Linked DNA regions of Sus scrofa: regions 1 and 3 are each linked to region 2. The links are chromatin contacts, called in public HiChIP or PLAC-seq maps. All regions are on one chromosome and are shown on one strand. Each heading gives the region's core, a stretch centred on a gene start, on an enhancer-like site or on the middle of the called end of the contact. The rest is flanking DNA. Distances are from core to core; before and after follow the strand shown. Region 1 has its middle 200 kb from the start of PFKFB3. Region 2 has its middle 120 kb from the start of PFKFB3. Region 3 overlaps PFKFB3 (6-phosphofructo-2-kinase/fructose-2,6-bisphosphatase 3).

Evidence for each region. HiChIP or PLAC-seq counts read pairs in DNA pulled down with a chosen protein or histone mark.
Region 1: a contact with region 2 is called in an H3K27ac HiChIP or PLAC-seq map of alveolar macrophages. The contact joins two enhancer-like sites. A contact is called at or near these places in 3 of 47 Hi-C or Micro-C datasets (embryonic fibroblasts, liver and skeletal muscle) and 2 of 2 datasets of contacts at active chromatin or transcription factors (alveolar macrophages and skeletal muscle).
Region 3: a contact with region 2 is called in an H3K27ac HiChIP or PLAC-seq map of alveolar macrophages. The contact joins two enhancer-like sites. A contact is called at or near these places in 5 of 47 Hi-C or Micro-C datasets (liver, mesenteric adipose tissue, omental adipose tissue and 2 more) and 1 of 2 datasets of contacts at active chromatin or transcription factors (alveolar macrophages).

The regions. Positions count from the first base shown.
Region 1 is chr10:64,661,462-64,664,161 of Sscrofa11.1, forward strand. No RefSeq gene overlaps it. Among named protein-coding and RNA genes, the nearest start is that of PFKFB3, 200 kb to the right of the region's middle. Within about 2 kb of position 1,255, at least 26 of the 83 cell types and tissues checked have an H3K27ac peak or open chromatin away from gene starts, as enhancers often do. A contact at or near this core is called in alveolar macrophages, where this site is marked.
Region 2 is chr10:64,735,246-64,737,945 of Sscrofa11.1, forward strand. No RefSeq gene overlaps it. Among named protein-coding and RNA genes, the nearest start is that of PFKFB3, 120 kb to the right of the region's middle. Within about 2 kb of position 1,421, at least 24 of the 83 cell types and tissues checked have an H3K27ac peak or open chromatin away from gene starts, as enhancers often do. A contact at or near this core is called in alveolar macrophages, where this site is marked.
Region 3 is chr10:64,836,807-64,839,506 of Sscrofa11.1, forward strand. All of the region lies in intron 1 of PFKFB3 (6-phosphofructo-2-kinase/fructose-2,6-bisphosphatase 3), which reads right to left. Among named protein-coding and RNA genes, the nearest start is that of PFKFB3, 21 kb to the right of the region's middle. Within about 2 kb of position 1,280, at least 67 of the 83 cell types and tissues checked have an H3K27ac peak or open chromatin away from gene starts, as enhancers often do. A contact at or near this core is called in alveolar macrophages, where this site is marked.

The DNA.
Region 1 (2,700 bases), core at 5-2,504, 74 kb before region 2:
TTACATGATATACCAGTTCCTTCCAAGGTGCTAGTTTATATTTGCTATTTGCACCTCCCAATTCTTCCCTCCCCCAAAAGTTTCACCCACAATAGCCATAAGATTGGTTTTGAAATCTGTGCGTCTGTTGCTATTTTATAAAAAAAGTTTTGGGGGGGAGTTCCCATTGTGGCTCAGCGGGTTAAGAACCTGACTAGAATCTACGAGGATGAGGGTTTGACCTCAGGCCTTGCTCAGTGGGTTAAAAGATCCAGCATGCCACAAGCAGCGGTGTCTGGTAGCTGCAGGGCTGATTTGATCCCTAGCCTGGGAATTTCCACATGCCTCACGTGCAGCCCTAAAAAAATTAAAAAGTTCTTTTATATCATTTTTATTAGCTACACACTACTGCGTAAGATAGATGATTAATGAGAACCTACTGTGTAGCCCAAGGAAAGCCACTCAATAGTTTGTAATAACCCAATGGGAAAAAAGAATGGATATATTTATATGTATGACTGATGCCCTTTTTTGCTGTACACCTGAAACTGAGGCAAATATTGTAAGTCAACTACACTCCAAGAAACTAAAATAAAGGTGCTAATTTAGAATGGCAGGTACATTCCTCTCAAGTCCTGGGACAATGAGAGGGATTGGGGCAAAGGGGGAGTTTGCCCCAGGGCTCTTGCACATGCATCTGGGGGGCGGGGGAGAGAAGGTAGCTGTCGCCTGATCACAGGGACCTCGACAAGGCTCCACTGGAAGAAAAACATCCCCCACCCCACAGACTCATTGGTCCTGAGATGGGAAACACTTCCATCTTTGCAGAAGCATTTCCTTGCGGTTTGGAGCTAAAACACTCTTATTTTTTCAAAGGTGCGCTTCTTGGTGAGCTGACTCAGTGACAAGGATCTGACCAGCTATTTAATTAATGACAACATGTTGCAAGTATGGCCCAGAGCAGGGCCAGAGGCCACAGGACAGGGAAGAGGCAAATGCTGACCAGGGCAGCTGGTCGGGGCTGTCGGAGGCTGTTTGTCTGGTAGGGGGGTGGGGCCGTGGACACAGTGGGGTGACACTGGCACCTCAAAGGGAGCAGAAGGCCCCAGGAGCAGGCTTCAGGGGCCACAAGAAAACGGCTACAACTTCACAACTACGCCCGGGGGGCTCCGTCCCCTGGAGACATTCCAGCTCCCCCAGGGAACATCGAGCTGCAGAATGAATGGGTTTTGTTTGGCTTTGCTGAGATGCATCTTAATTCAAGAGCTTTTGCCCGAATGAGTCAGAAGCAGGAAAGTCTCCAGCCTCACAGCAGCTGGTACTTTTCCATCCCGTCCCGTCATTATATAACAGGGCACATTTTTAGAAACTTAGTTCTAGCTGCAGAGCCGTCTGGGCTAAACTTCCAACTTCCCCATCCTCAGACTTTCAACGTTCAAGAAAGGAGATGTTGGCATTTTTTGGGTTTTTTGCTTTTTTTAAGCTATCAAGAGTAGGAGTGGGAGAATAACGTATTCTTCCTAAACGTAAAAGGAGCAATGAGTTTCACACAGTCACTTCTAAATGACACCATCCTACCCCTTGTGCTTTTATAGGGACAGGATCAGAGAACCCACAGGTGGCTGGGTTTTATCTTGTGGCTTTCAGGGAAGCACCTGGGAAAATGCTCAGCTTGAAGATTTTAAATGGAGTGTCACATATGGAGGTAGAATGTTAGCTGCAGTTCATACTAGCAGGTAGATGACTGACTACAATTCATACTAGCAGGTAGATAATCATACTAGCAGGTGGTGGCTGACTGCAGTTCATACTAGCAGGTAGATGGCTGACAGCAGTTCCTACTAGCACGTAGATGGCTGACCGCAGTACATACTAGCAGGTAGATGGCTGACCACAGTACATACTAGCAGGTAGATGGCTGACCACAGTACATACTAGCAGGTAGATGGCTGACCGCAGTTCCTACTAGCAGGTAGATGGCTGACCGCAGTTCCTACTAGTAGGTAGATGGCTGACCGTGGTTCCTACTAGCAGGAAGATGGCTGATCACAGTTCCTACTAGCAGGTAGATGGCTGACCGCAGTTCCTACTAGCAGGTAGATGGATGACCACAGTTCCTACTAGCACGTAGATGGCTGACCGCAATACTAGCATGTAGATGATTGCTAGACCAAGGAAGTTTCATGGGGACACCTTGAGAGGACTGGGTTCCTGAAATAAGGAAAGACTGAAGCCAGAGAAGAAAAATGTGTTTGCAGAGATGGAGGTAAAAGGGCTCAGAGTCAAAAGCAAAACAGAGGCAGATACTGCCTCAATGACTGTCAGGTCATTTTGCACGATGACAAGGTACAAGGACCAGATCCCAGATCTCTTGTTTCTCACCTCTCCTGCTAGAATGTCCAGTCATCCTCTTGGGCCTTTTGTCCAAAACAGCCCCTTGTCTATAGGGACAGTTGTGACCAAGTCTCTCCAACCTAAGTGCCTAGGAAGGAAAAAACAACAGCCCGAGGCCAACATGTCCTTAATGCGAAGCCACGTGCCCAAGGAGAAGCTCTCCTTGTTTAAAGTCTGCCCAGCTGCCAAGGATCATGAAACCTTAGCCCCAGCCCCAAACCCTGAGCCAAAGCCAAACGGGAATGGAAAGGAGCAGAGGAGCAGGCAGAACGAAATGGGCTGTGGCTGGGCGGACATCCTCTGCGGGCCAGCTGCACCCCTTCCTCC
Region 2 (2,700 bases), core at 171-2,670:
CTTAGAAGAAATGCTACCCTGTGGGGAAGCTGGGTGATGAGCACAAGGACCTCAACTTCCATGAACCTATAATTATTTCAAAATTTTAAAAAGATTGGGAATTCCCTCCATGGCTCAGCAGTTAACAAACCCGACTAGGATCCATGAGGATGGAGGTTCAATCCCTTGCCTCCCTCCATGGGTTAGGGATCCAGCATTGCCATGAGCTGTGGTGAAGGTCGCAGATGTGGCTCGGATCCTGTGTGGCTGTGGCGTAGACCAGCAACTGTAGCTCCAATTCAACCCCTAGCCTGGGAACCTCCATATGCTGTGGGTGGTGCCATAAAAAGCAAAAAAATAAATAAATAAATAAATAAATAAAAAGACTGCTATGCAAGGATTCTTTTTTGTAGACTATTTAACCTCAGCAGCAGCTGCAATATCTCTGCTGTGGCCCTGAACACATTGCCCTGAGAAAGCCCAGTTTGTGGGTCCTTGGCAGAACTCAAATGGAGGTAGCTGATGGTTAAACAAAGTTAAGTTCACAAGCAACTGTCCTGCCAGCAGTCAAGTGACCGTCTCACATGCAGATTTTTTTTTTTTTTTGGCTAAAGCATGGTCTTTTTATTAACGAGATCCACAAACACACACTTCGCACTGCTGATTTGCTAACATATGGTCTAAAATACATTTATGAGCCCTCCACAGAAATAAATAACCACCCCTTCCACTCACAGGGTGTGCTTTTTTCTGAAGTATCAGCCCGTTTGTTATCTAATCTCTAAAACATGCCACCCATGAACCTGATTCAAAACCCCCAAACCCCACCAAAGGCAGGTAGCATTTGGCAGCCCATCTGCTCTAAGTGACCAAAGCCTTCTTCTGGGAAGCCGAAGCTTGGGGGCTGTTTTCACCAAAATCCTCCAATTCCCTAGCAGCCTCTCTGTTTAGGTACCCTGTTTTGTCAAATACAAGAGTTCAGGAATTGTAAGACACATCCTGTTTTCAGAGATATTCGAACGTGAAAAAAGGCATGCTTTCCAACCAAAGGAAGCCTGTAATATTCCATCTGAATACCTCCAATTGCGGTCACGTAACCTCCACATTTATCTGAAGGACAGGCCCCTCCCTCGTGCCATAAGGAAGCTATGTCCATGTGTGGTGATGTCACCCTCCATTCAAAACTCAGGGTCCAAAGAAAGGTTTCCTTTCTGAAAGATATAAGGACCATGCAGGGAAAGGGGAGTGTGTGTGGTTATTTGTAGCAACGAGATGAGCTCATATGAAACTTCCCAGAGAGACCGGAGCCTGGAGTTGTGTGTCTGTGTGTGTGTGTGTGTCTGTGTGTACAAGGAGACCAGCCGACTGGAGGCTCATGATTCATTCCCAGCCGGCTCCATCCAACCGAGTTCCTGGGTAGCTACTCAGCTACTTCCTGCCTGTGTGGGGCTGCAGGAAGCCACGATGAGTCACCCAGCAGTGACCAAGGTGGCCCGGCTGAAGGAACAGGTGTGTGGCCCCTTTCTGATACACCTTCTTTGCTGAGTCACAGACAAACCATGCAGAGAAATCTTCAGGAGTGGCAGCCACAGGCTGATGCCTGTGACCGAGAAGGGAGCAGCTTCCGGAAACTGAACAGCTCTGCCACCCTGACCAGAGAGAGAGGGCCTGAGAAGGTGAGGTCACGGTATGACCCCCAGCCCCCAGCCCAGGTGCCCGAGGCCCAGGTTGCAGGGAGGGTGGGACCCAGACCAGAGCAGACACCGGCCTCCCAGTGGAACCAAACCAATGCTGCCCAAACCCAGGGCTCAAAGGGCCCCTGAGGTCACCCTGTCCAGGAGTGGATAGAATTCAGGAATAGAGACACTTGGATGGAAAATAAACAAATATGCTCCCACTAACCCGTATCAGATATTTAGCGTTTTAACAATGACGGTAGACAGACATCTGTGTCTGGCACCAATAAAAGCTGGAATACGCTCGTGTCACACAATGGTCAGTGCAGACATCCTGAAATGCCACCCAGCCTTCATCTCTACCTGGAAAATGACAATTGTTGAGCAACTTGCCATTTAATCCATTCTCAAAGTAGCACCGCTGTTACTACGTCGCAAATGTTTGTACCTGGTATTCTGATAACCGCATTTCAATAACCATTCTTTCTTTCACAACCGAATATGATTATGTTTCACATTTAACAGCCATCCTGAGACAGGGTCTGGAGTTAAGCCCAGTGTGTGAAAGCCAAAGAAAAGCTTTCGAACACCTTTGTGAGGTGACTTAAACAACAAACTGTCTCAGGGATCTGGCGGCTGGAAGCAGCTTAGATCAAGGTAGCTTTCCGCCCAGAAGAGGAGCAGGAACATTCTGGCATTGTTGTTTTACTTTCATCTTGGCAGCTGCATCCAGTCTCACCTGTAACTTTTACAGCAGTTCCAATGGTCTGTATCACACAGGTGAGGTGGCAGGCGATGGGGCACCAGGACCCATCTTGTGGTCTCCATGGAAACCCCTGCAAGCTGGACCACAATGACGATGCCGAAGACAGTGAACCCTTTAGGCAAATGGGAAATATTTTCTCACCATTTACTCTCTCTGAGAATCTCTCTGATAAATCTTTTTTTTTTTTTTTTTTGATAAATCTTGACCTCAGGCTTCTTGTCCACAGGTGATTTCCTTTCTCCTCCATCCAACCCTGTTCTTAAGGGAACTCAAGGGAAA
Region 3 (2,700 bases), core at 30-2,529, 100 kb after region 2:
CGTGAGCTGTGATGTAGGTCACAGATGCGGCTCGGATCCCGCGTTGCTGTGGCTCTGGCGTAGGCTGGTGGCTACAGCTCCGATTCGACCCCTAGCCTGGGAACCTCCATATGCCGCGGGAGCGGCCCAAGAAATGGCAAAAAGAAAAAAAAAAAAAAAAAAAAAAAACAACAAAAAACAAAACTGTGGGTTTAAGTCCCAATCTGTGTCCTGGCTGGGTTCAGACGTCTGTGCTGTCAGTTTCAAAAGGGGCAGGAAGCAGGAACAACGGTGGGGGCAGTTGGATACTGTGATCGCCTGTGTTGGACTCAAAGTGAAGACTGTTTTAACAAGTGTGGCGGGACAATGGATCAGAGGTGTGCCCCTGCTGGAAAAGCGGACTTGCTGATGAGCTGGTGAGCCACCTTCTTCTCAGGGAGCCCTGGCATCCTTGTCCAGCCCAGGACAACCTCCCCCTTCGTCCGAGGTAGAGAGTAGGTGACACAGTTAGCAGGGCCTGATGAGTCTTCTAGTTCAGGGCACCCTATCAGAGCAGAAGCTCTGTGGCACTGACATTACCCCCACTCTGCTAAGACGGATGCATCACGAAAAGGCAAAGGCTAGGGGAGCCTGGCAGATCAGGGCCTGCATCTTGGCTCCACCATTTTTCTTCTGATATGGAAACGCCTCGCTGTACCAGATTCCTGGAGAAAACTCCAACAACGTTCTTTCGTGCCCCTTCTCTGTAATTGACCTGAAATTCCCCTCTCGTAAACATCTCTGTTCTGTCCCTCTGCCCCTCAGGCAGTACGAGCCCAGTGCAATCTCTTGTTCACCTGAGAGCCCTTCACATATTTCTATCTGGGCTCAGGTGAGCCTGGGGCCTGTCCTGAGTAGGCTAAACACCCCAGTTCTTCAACCCCTCCTCACATGACGTGGTTTCCAGACCCTCCACTAGCTGAGTCACTCTCTGAAGGTTAACTCCATACCCCCTTAAGGAAGGGCCAGGCATGACCAGGATCCCGGTTCATTCTAGGCCCTGGAGGAGGGAAGCGGAGTTTCGCAGCTCGGCACCTGGGGAACCTAGGGGCCGGGAGAGCTTTCATGCAAGAGGTGCCGGCAGTTTCCGGGGTTCACTGAGCGCCCCCCCACCCACCCTCGGGATGCGTTTCCCCAGGGCGGCTGTGCGGGCTGTTTACATACTGTTAAAGGGAACATCACGTCCAGCACCAGCGGGTCTGGTACCTCTCTGCCAGGCAGGAAAAAACAACGCCAGGCACTTGCACTGTTTACCTCCGCTAGATAAAAACACAGCATGCGCTAACGCAGCCTCCCACTCTTTCGCCTGCCTCCCGGCTCCCCCTCCCTTTCAGCGGCGCGCATGCCGCCCCGCCCTGGATTCGGCGAGCCACCTGCCGGCCTATTTCCTCGGGCGGTTTGACAACCCACGGCCGCTCCCAGGCCTTCTCGGAAAAACCCCCTGGCCGGAAAGGGAAACGAGGCCGCGGGGAGGGGAAACGCGAAGCCAGCCCTGGGCGCCCGCCGGCAGCGCGGGATGCACGCCGCGCCCACGTGCAGCACCCGCGCCGCGGGGCAGGCTGGGGTGGCGCCACGTGAACGCGGCGTGCAGCGCGGTGGGGCGGGGCGGGGCGCGCGCTGACCAGCCCGTGCGCCGCGCCTGCAGCCAATCCGCGCGCCGGCCCGCCCGCCCGGCCCCGCCCCTGCCAGGCCCCGCCCTCCCTGGGCCGCCGCCGCCGCGTGTCCCGGAGTGACCTCTCCCCGGAGGCCCGGCGCAGCTGAACTCGCGCCGGACAGCAGCCCCCGGCGGGCGAGGCGGTGGCTGGCGGCTGGGGCAGGGCGGCGAGCACCTGCAGGCTCCTCCCGGGCCTCCCCGCCGGGAGACGCCGCAGAGACCCGCCCTCCGCCTGGCCCTCCTTATCCCACGACCCCGGCCACCTCCATCCCCAGAGTCAGGGGCCGGGAGGTGTGTCCTGGGCGGCGGAATAGCCGCCCCAAAATATGCCTCTTGGCATAAGGGTTATTTTGAGCTGGTTATTTTTGCGAAACTGCGGACCCGGGAGAAGCTTCGAAAACAGAGAGGCTACCCTTTTGTAAGGGAAATTTACATTAGAAAGGGAGCCTGTTCCTCACCTTAGAGACTTGGCTGTAGGGCGGGGTCGACACCACACTTTGTTAATGACACCTTTCCTCTGCCACCTCCTAGTGAATTGCTTTCCTCCCCTGGGAAGGCCCCAGACCCCTTCCCTGTGCTTAGCTCAGGAGGGTGTATAAGCCTCAGCTGCCCGGCAGCCTTTTCACGTCCCCAGATAGGGATCTTTGTGGGTTTAAGACCTAGAAGGGGAGAGGGAAAATCATCTTTCCTCTCCTTTCGGTTTGTACGAGGGAAACGTTGACATCCAGTCCACATAGGCTTTTATTCCTCCGTCTTCACTGCCCTCTGCCACCTTCTGCTTTGAGATTACCTAGGATATTACCATAACTCTTAAATAATTAAAACTAAATATTTTAAATTATGTTATACATATTTTAAATATTTACAACTAAACATTTTATAGTCGTTATAAATATTTTAAAATTATACACCAGGAGTTCCTGAAAACTAATCTAGGTTTGCTATTTCATTATTCACTCCTCTTCCTTGTATCTTATAACGGTAATTCTTTATTTCCTCTGGGCTTCCTGCTATTCTGTCAGATAACC